Linked DNA regions of Mus musculus: region 1 is linked to region 2. Evidence: chromatin contacts called from public HiChIP or PLAC-seq data. All regions are on one chromosome and are shown on one strand. Each heading gives the region's core, a stretch centred on a gene start, on an enhancer-like site or on the middle of the called end of the contact. The rest is flanking DNA. Distances are from core to core; before and after follow the strand shown. Region 1 overlaps Mast2 (microtubule associated serine/threonine kinase 2). Region 2 holds the start of C530005A16Rik (RIKEN cDNA C530005A16 gene).

Evidence for each region. HiChIP or PLAC-seq counts read pairs in DNA pulled down with a chosen protein or histone mark.
Region 1: a contact with region 2 is called in an H3K4me3 HiChIP or PLAC-seq map of bone marrow-derived macrophages, with 3 times the contacts expected there. The contact joins the enhancer-like site here to the promoter of C530005A16Rik in region 2. A contact is called at or near these places in 13 of 39 promoter capture datasets (the 3T3-L1 cell line, 3T3-L1-derived adipocytes, the C10 cell line and 8 more), 3 of 15 datasets of contacts at CTCF or cohesin (the NIH/3T3 cell line, large pre-B cells and pro-B cells), 14 of 484 Hi-C or Micro-C datasets (the 63-12 cell line, the AML12 cell line, the CH12 cell line and 10 more), 19 of 115 datasets of contacts at active chromatin or transcription factors (the 230-238 cell line, the SCID.adh cell line, acute myeloid leukemia and 13 more) and 4 of 9 other capture datasets (adipose tissue, liver, macrophages and 1 more).

The regions. Positions count from the first base shown.
Region 1 is chr4:116,340,814-116,345,342 of GRCm38.p6, forward strand. All of the region lies in intron 5 of Mast2 (microtubule associated serine/threonine kinase 2), which reads right to left. Among named protein-coding and RNA genes, the nearest start is that of Mast2, 120 kb to the right of the region's middle. Within about 2 kb of position 1,523, at least 3 of the 459 cell types and tissues checked have an H3K27ac peak or open chromatin away from gene starts, as enhancers often do. A contact at or near this core is called in bone marrow-derived macrophages, where this site is marked.
Region 2 is chr4:116,594,862-116,599,243 of GRCm38.p6, forward strand. It overlaps C530005A16Rik (RIKEN cDNA C530005A16 gene), which reads right to left and starts at 2,769. Exons shown (of 3, transcript NR_029450.1): 1 at 981-2,769. It overlaps Ccdc17 (coiled-coil domain containing 17), which reads left to right and starts at 1,869. Exons shown (of 13, transcript NM_001037916.3): 1 at 1,869-2,096; 2 at 2,172-2,240; 3 at 2,402-2,507; 4 at 2,577-2,739; 5 at 2,819-2,902; 6 at 2,982-3,100; 7 at 3,313-3,426; 8 at 3,639-3,766; 9 at 3,870-3,964; 10 at 4,100-4,303. The coding sequence starts at 1,926.

The DNA.
Region 1 (4,529 bases), core at 273-2,772, 260 kb before region 2:
GCTACCTTCCCAAGTCACCTACATAATCATTCCCAATAAACCCCTTGTCCTCCTCACTAAGGTCAACATCAGCCTGAGTTTAGACATTCTTTAATCCCCTCTACCTCTGGCAACCTTTAGGCTTTCTGTTAATATATAATGCCTAGCCTAGACATGTCATAAAAATGGAATTACAGAAGCAGCCTTTTGTGTTTTAGTTAGTACGTTTTGCAATTTTATGTTTAAAAAATGCCAATCTTTTTGCAAAATGGTTCTACCAATTTATATCCCCACCATTAGGGCCACTGCCCCCTCCCTCCCACATGACCACTCAACTCAGTAAGTCATCAAAGAAGAGAATATTTTTATGACTTTAATTTGGCAATAACTAATGAAACTGTATCTTTTTAGGTGTGTCTTTAGCTATTTTTCAATTATACTATTATTTACAAGTGTTCCTTAACTGTCCTGAATCAAGAGCCCTTTGTCACATGAGTCACAATTATCTTCTATTTCATTGCCTTTTGACTGTCTCTGGAGTATCTTTTGGTAACTAAAAATTCTTAATTTTCAAGTAGTCAAATTATTAATCTTTTTATATTCAGGTCCCAAAGAAAGGTGGGTCAAGTCTCATTCAGTACCTCTGACTCCCCCAGAACCTCTCACCCTGGGTCCTCCCCTAAACTCCAGCATAGGGGCTGAGCTTCCATTCCCCCAGCTTCTGGCTCCTATATAATTATAGCCATTTTGGCCACACATTCTCTTGGTCCTCCTCTCTAGGCCTCTTGATCACATATGTAGGCTCAAAGTAGATGTGCATGTCTTCCCTAATTGCTTTCCACTTCACTTATTCAAGTAGGGTTTCTTGCTGAACCTGGCATGTAATGATTCCAGTTATTCTAGCTAGCCAGGTTCTATAGGAAGTGTTGGGAGTGCACAGATTATAGGCAAGCTGCAAGGCCTGCCAGGCTTTTATGTGGGTTCTGGGGACCCACATGCTTGCCTGGCAAGTGGTTCATCCACTAAACCACCTCCCCAGTCCTGCCTTTTAGTGTTTCTTGATACGGATATTCAACTGTCCCAATACCGCTTAATGAAAACAATCTTTTTGTTTTTAGCTTTATAAGTAACTTTTGTCTATGTGGACTCTGAAAGAAGAGTCCTAAATCTATTCTTCCTATTAGTGTTCCTTGTCTCACTTAATGGCATCCTTACCCACTCATTACCCAAGCAGGAAATAAGGAGATACTGTATTCTAGTGCTTTAGCCACCTATGTTTTTTCTGTGTTCATGTATTTCTCCACATCTAATAACCTCTTATACCCGGATAATGGCAATGGACTTTTAACTGGTCTCCCAATTGCCAACTGTGGCACTCCTTTTAGCAACTTTAATATTTTTAATCAGATAATTATATACTTGTGGCAAAAAGGTTGCAAGCTGAAAGAAGTGATAGTGTTTTTTTCATTCTTAAAAACTGGTTTATGTGTAAATGTGCATACATCACAGGGGCCACAAGAGGGCACTGAATCCTTTAGTCACTGAATGTGAGCAGTGGGACCTGAACTACAGCCCTCTCCTATGGCTTGAACAGCAATGGCTCTTAACTAGTACAACCCACCTTTCCAAGCCCCAGAAAGTGTTTCTCTTATCATTTTGCTAATGTGGTAAGTGCTCACTTTTAGGATAATGTAGTTCTGATTTTCTTAGACTTTTGTTTGCATTCCTATTAAACCTATTTTCTGTATTGTTCGAGAAAGAAATTTAAGCATGACCTTCAACTTTGTGATTTAAGCCTTAAAAAACACTCTCTTTTTAGGTTAAGAAACAACGTTGGAAAACTTCATAAATTCATCTTCCAGGAAAATGAACATAAGTATGAATGTAAAACTGGCAATACAAGCTCAGGAGACTTACAAACCTCATAAAAACATCCACAGTCCACAGATCTTAGGTACAAGAATGACACAAGATATTAATATCTTAACTCACTATAAAATGGATAGCTCTCCCATAACTTACTTTATCCTCTTAACAAATTCAATTAGCAATTCAATTTATAATCTGGAAACATACATAATGAAGACATGCATTTTTATTTTCTAACTATAACAGGTTCTTTTGTACTTACAGATATGTTGCCTTGGCTTGAACTTTGCTTACTATACAACTATCTTAGAAGGTACCACTTTGCTTTATGATAGCTTATTAAATGAGCATGGGCTTAATACAGTCCTTATGTTTCAAGTTGGCTGTTACTTGTGGCAGCTTCCTCTGCAGTTCTCCTTTCATATACTGCTTCTGACAAGGGACCTGCATACCTTGTTAGCTTTCCATCTTCTCTTTTAGGCATTCTCTCTCCTTTGACATAAAACTACCCAGGTCTGAAATCACATCATCAAAAACGACTGCTTTCTGAAGTCATCAGAACATACTACACTCTACCTTCACTATAAAAAGTGTTATTCCTGAATTCATGGCATTCTCTTTATCATGACTTTTGACAAGAGTGACCTCACTGTCCTCATAATCTTTCAACATCCCAGCCTTGAGAAGTTTCTAGAGAATGCTACACAATGAGGCTGGCCAGTTTCATATTACCCTATGATCCACTGATTCCACTGTCTCTGCATAAAAATCAGACCAAAGTTTTATTGTGTTTATTCTCAAATCGGTTTAAGACACTATTTTATAGTTTACCCTCTCTCCTCAGGCTCTCAGATAATTATCCCACTTTTAACTTCAGAGAGGGAGGAGAAGTAATCAGAAAATAACCTAGATAAGCTCTCATTACTATACCTTCTAATGTCTGTGCTATATTCCCACTCTCCCTATTCCTTCAAAAGTGCACATAACTGTCTGAGATCCTAGCTAAGGTCAATCTGCTTACATACTAGATCTCATTTCATCTCAGCCACACAAGGACTGTGGTAGACATTGCCCCTTTTCAGGAATGGCCAAGGTTTTTACTACATGGAATGACTTCCATCAGCACACAATACATTACATTTCTAACTTTTTCTCCTTTTGTGCAAGGGAACTAATCTAGGGTCTTGTTCACATCAGGCAAGGGATTTACACCTCTGAGTTATATTGCTTCCTATTTTTATAGTAATGTTTCTACACTTAGTATTACCATTTTCTTTTTGACTCTCTAATCAGTCCCTGGCCACTAATATTCCATCAAAGCAGCTACCAAATATCAACACTGACACCACACTACATCCAAATGGCAGTCCTCAGACTTCATGTCACTGATAGCTCCACTTGAAATACTTGTTCTTATTGCTGTTGGCGCCAAGACACTAGTGTTTCTTCCTCCTCTTCTTCCTCCTTCTTTTCTTCTGTGCTCTCCCTACTCTGACCTTTAAGAACAAGAATGCACCTTTAGTTTCTGGTCATTACTCCCAGGAACTCATCTAGACATGCAGGTTTTTTTTTTTATCTTATCTGCAATGTTTATGTCTTCCACACTCCATGTAATGCTCAATTGCATCATAAATGCACAGACAACATCTCACTATAAGGACCCAGCACCAGAAGTGCTGGGATCAGAGGTGGACTTTCAGAAAGACAGAACTAGAATGATTAGAGGTAGTACCTACAAAGCACAAAGAAGAAGAATGAAACTATAGAGACAAAGGTTAAAACAAATAATAGAATAATACGCATAGGGTACAAGAGGAGGATAACTCACTGCAAAGTTAGTAGTAGAAAAAAATCTGAATGGCACAACACTGGAAAGCTCAAAATTATGAGCATATCTAAACAACCAATAACAAAGGAGTGAAACTGAAGAGAATACAGTAAATCAAATGCTACATGTTTTTAATAATAAATAAGAAGACAATCTCAGAGCCAGGCGTGGTGGTGCACACCTTTAATTCCAGCACTCGGGAGGCAGAGGCAGAGGCAGGCGGATTTCTGAGTTTGAGGCCAGCCTGGTCTACAAAGTGAGTTCCAGGACAGCCAGGGCTGTACACAGAGAAACCCTGTATTGAAGAAGAAGAAGGAGGAGGAGCAGGAGGAGGAGGAGGAGAAGAAGAAGAAGAAGGAAGAAGAAAGGAGAAGGAGAAGGAGGAGGAGGAGGAAGAAGAAAGGAGGAGAAGGAGGAGGAGAAAGAAGGAGGAGAAGGAGAAGAAGAAAGAGAAGAAGTAGAAGAAGAAAGAGAAGAAGAAAGAAGAAGAAGAAAGAAGAAAGAAGAAGAAAGAAGAAGAAGAAGAAGAAGAAGAAGAAGAAGAAGAAAGGAGAAGAAGGAGAAAGAAGAAAGAAGAAGAAGAAGAAAGAAGAAGAAGAAGAAAGGAGGAGAAAGAGAAAAAGTAGAAGAAGAAAGAAGAAGAAAAAAGAAGAAGAAGAAGAAAGAAGGAGGAGGAGGAGGAGGAGGAGGAGGAGGACAATCTCAGATTGCCAGAGAAGTTGAAGTTACAGGACAAACACTGCTTCCCAAAGTGGAAATAAAGAAGCAGAAGCAGATGCAGGATATCTGAATTTATAGACAAGACTTTCATAAACAAAAACCTCCTTGGGAACCAGTAAGAAGGCCTGCAATG
Region 2 (4,382 bases), core at 1,519-4,018:
CACCCCAATTCTAACCTCATTGGGAACTGAATGCGTTGGTATACGTGCAGGCAAAATACCCATACACTAAAAAAGAAAAAGCATCTTTTAAATCTATGAAGTAACAGTTTATTAAGGCAGTGGAGAGAATGCTCGCCTTTTATATAATGTTTCAGAGCACATAAACATCGTGTAACTTGCTCCTCTTTGGATGTTTGGAGAGAACTACCTTAACAGCTCTGTCTTACTGAGGAAAGGCTGCTTCAGAAATGAGGTGCATGGATCTGTGTAGACGAATTTTAATCAGGGAACATGTTTGCTCTTGAAAAGGATCACATCCAAAAGATAGATGTCTGTATGACCTCGCTGGATACAGACATGCCCTTAGTGTGATGAATCAGAAATATCTGACCAAATGAGTCAGAGAGATCAGCTCAGGAGCGAGGATTAAAAAGAAAAAAGGCAATTTTCATTGTAGTATGAACTCAGCAAGGTCTGAGGCTGAAGTAGGTTTATTTTTTTTCCCCCAATTTGCTTTTATATCATTTTAATTACATGCAAATAATAAGATCAGTTCTAGGCTGGAGAATAAGCAAGACAATAAAACTCCCAAGCTCACTGTTTCTAAGTGCTTATCAGGATGACCAAGATATCTGAGCCTACTTCCCTGTCCTAGCCCAAAGTAAAATTCTTGCCTTAAGCCTACTACTTTGTTCTAGCCAAATTAGATTCCTGCCTGAGCTTACTTCCTTGTCCTGGCCTAATGTCAAATCCCAGCCAAGTGGCCCCACAAAGCTCTCCACAGATGGGCAAAGCCCAACTCAGGAAAGAAATGCTACTTAAGAGCAGTGCAGGGGGGCTGGTGAGATGGCTCAGTGGGTAAGAGTACCCGACTGCTCTTCCAAAGGTCCAGTGTTCAAGTCCCAGCAACCACATGGTGGCTCACAACCATCCGTGACGCCCTCTTCTGGTGTGTCTGAAGACAGCTACCGTGTACTTACATATAATAAATAAATCTTAAAAAAAAAAAAAAAAAGAGCAGTGCAGGGAAAATCCATCTTGGAGTTAGTTCAGTTGAGTGTAGTTTAGAGGCAGCTTCACCAAGTAGAGCACTTCAATGAGAAGCTAAGAGAAGCCGGTTTGAACCAGTTCAGAGAGGACTTTGAGACAGAACAGCTGAGTTGAGTCAGCCAGCTTTGAGGAAGAGCTAGAGTGAGTTTATTCAATAGTCTCAGAGCCTGAAAACATTTTAGGCATAGATTCGCCTAGGAGATGAGGATGAACGTTGCTTTTACAGATCTGTGTAAAGGTGACGATAACTTGACCAGCAGAAAGAGCTCGTTTAACTCACAAGTAGTATCCATCTGACAAATTGTATTCTCCCCAACGGGTCTCCCAGTTCTCATTACTGGAAAGGTTCAGATCATTCCTGTCCCAGAATGGGAATTAGAAAGACTATTCCATTGTGTGGTGTGTTAATTCTGTAAAAGATGGGTTTATGCAAAGACATACTGCTAATATGAGGTTTACCTTGTGCGGAAATGTTCCCTACAGTGGAGAATTCTAGCTTGAAATCTGTCCATTTTAGAGAACAGCTGTGGTACAGATGACAGTTGCCTATCAGAGGCTAAATAGGCAATGAAGTCAAAGCCGCAGTTAATTAAATACTTGGCCAAACTCACTGTAATTGGTGGAACAAACTGACATTTTCACACCTGGGCCCCACCCAAAGGTGGCCAGGCACATTGCCCAGGCCTGCCTAAGCCTGTACTCGCTGCCCAGGGAGCTAGGGCACCTCCCCAAACATAAACATACATTTGAAGGACCTGGCGATTTAGCAGACTTGGTCTATTCTTTGTCCCTTTTCTCTCTTTTCTGTCCAGTCCGCCTTTTCTCTTTTGTCACATCCTCTGTAGGACGCTGGTGTCTATAAGAGATTCCATTCCATGGCCGATTACTCAGGGGAATCAGGACTTTTATCCTGTGAATCCTGTGATATGGTTTTCCGCTCCTGGGCTCTGTTGGCCACACACACCAAACGATTCTGCATTGGCCGGCTGACTCCGGAGGTAACACTTAAATCACAGCCTTCAGTCGCGATCAAACGAGGCACCAAGGTAAGGGCCGCCAGTGGCCAGGGGTAGGTTTTCCATCAATCATTATTCTTACGTTTTTTGCCTCCCCGCCACCAGATCATGGCACAAGAAAAGAGCCGTGATCAGGAAGCCAGCACATCTGCTCTAAAGAGGCTGACAGAGGAGGTACACACCAATCATGACTACAAACTTCAACTTTACATGTGTAGAGATTTACATGCTGGAAATCACCCAGTACAGAAATAGCGGGTCCGAGTTATTTGCAGGTGCAGTTGCTGTCCCTACAGAAAATAGGTCCCCGAGCGACTGAGGGTCTCACTTCCCAGACTGCAGGGAGCCCTGGGGAGAGGCTGCGAGTCTTGCAGGGAACCCGCGCCAGACGCATGGCAGAAACAGAAGCACAGAGCCGGGCGCTGGAGCGTCGCGGCGAAGGTGAGAGGTAAGGACTCGGCCCTGTCGCTGTGCTCGGACTCACCCTGACTCTGCCCATTTGTCCCTCAGAATTAAAACGGCGCCTCCACAGCGTGGCGGGACCCAAGGGAGGATTACCCCGCCCATTCGACTTGGAGCGCGAGCTCAGAGAACTCAAGGAAGAGGCCAACCGGACCCGGGGAGCACTGCAAACGCTAGGTGCGCATTTCCAGGCGCTCCAGCTTCAGCCTCGGTGAGTTGCCGGCCCAGCTTTGGTAGGAGTGCGGGCGGGGCCTTGGGCTCGGGTCAGTGACATCATCTGCTTGCGCCAGAAAACTGCAGGACACCCATAGGGCAGTGGAATTCTGTTACCTGCCCCTGCGGTTCAACCCGGAAACGCTGGCTGCAGAGATCCGGTGAGGACCCCGGCCCTGGGTGGACAGGATCGGGAGTCTGTTCAGTCTGGGAGATCGCTTTCTGCTGCCTTCTTGCTAGGATCCTACGTGAAGCCTACGTGCACGGTGGAGGCCGGGACCCAGAAGTTCTGGACAAAATATTGCAGCTGCAAGTGGAAGCGTCAGCCCTGGAATTGCAGCGGTCGCAAAACCGCAAGGGTGAACGAAAGGGTCTATCATAGAGGGTTTCTACACTGATGGTCCTAGAGTTGGAAGGAGAAAAGGGCTTGAGGGAGAGCACCACTAGAATGGGAGGCACGTAAGCCCAAGGAAGGAAAACCCATTGCCAGATGACAAATCCAGGCTTGTGCAGAAACCCTTAAAGTTGGATTACTACATAATGCTTGACAGATCACTTTAATTCATCTCAGAAAAACTAAGTGCCGCCTCTGAGGAGGTTCTAACGGTGGAAGCCGAAAACAGGCTCCTGGAGGCAGAAATCCTGGCATTGCAGAAGCAGAAAGTCCTGAGTCTGTCGCCCTGGGGTCAGTGAAAAATACAGCCTCTCCCTAGACAATCCCAGGGAACCCAACTCTGAAGGGGTGAAGGGACCAAGTCGGGAGGATGAAGTCCATGTCTGTAACGTGTTTCTGTCAATACAGCTATCTTTGTATCTTTGGTTTATGAGCCTGTACTCCCTCTGACTTACTCAGTTTGCTGCTTCCTCCAGCTCAAGCCACTTTGTTGTTGTTTCTAGGATCCAGGGATCTCCCCGGACACCTGAGTAGGTGTGATAACTCCCTCCTCCCTCCACTGGTTGCACCCCCAATACCACAACTTACAAGTTCCACAAAAGCCCAGAACTTCCATGGCACTTCAAAGACTGTGAGAAAGACAGCATTCGGGGTTGATGGCTGGCTTGACATGCAGTTTGGGGATCATGGGCAGATTGCAGTTCTGTAGGACTGAACTCTTTTGTCCACAATAGATACTTAATGGAACCATGACAAGAAAAATGGGTCTGGATCTCCACTTCCTCCTACCTGCATCAGATGTTCTAGGTCCAGCACCCTATGATCCTGGGTGAGGCCTGCTCCCTCCTTCACAGCATTTTTGAATGCTGACATTTATGGAGACCCACCAACCGCCATCCAGGCTTAAAGTACTGGCCGGGTGGAGGAATTAGGGGCTCTGTGTACATAGATTTGTATTCTTCAGGGCTGGCCTTGTCATTTTCTATGACTTCCTGCGGGGCCTTGACACTTCTTGGATATGGGTACAGCTAATGACCAGCTTGGCCCGGAATGGACAAGATACAGGAGGGACCACAGCATTACCTCCAGCCCTTTGCTTGCCACAACCTTCAGCTCCTGGACCTATGGGCAACTGTGCTATCCTAGCAAGCAAGCAGCCTGTGCCCAGGTTAGTAGGTATAGGTCATAAAGGCTGCACCTTACTAGGTCTGATCTGTACACTGGGCCCAAGAGCAGCCCTACAACAA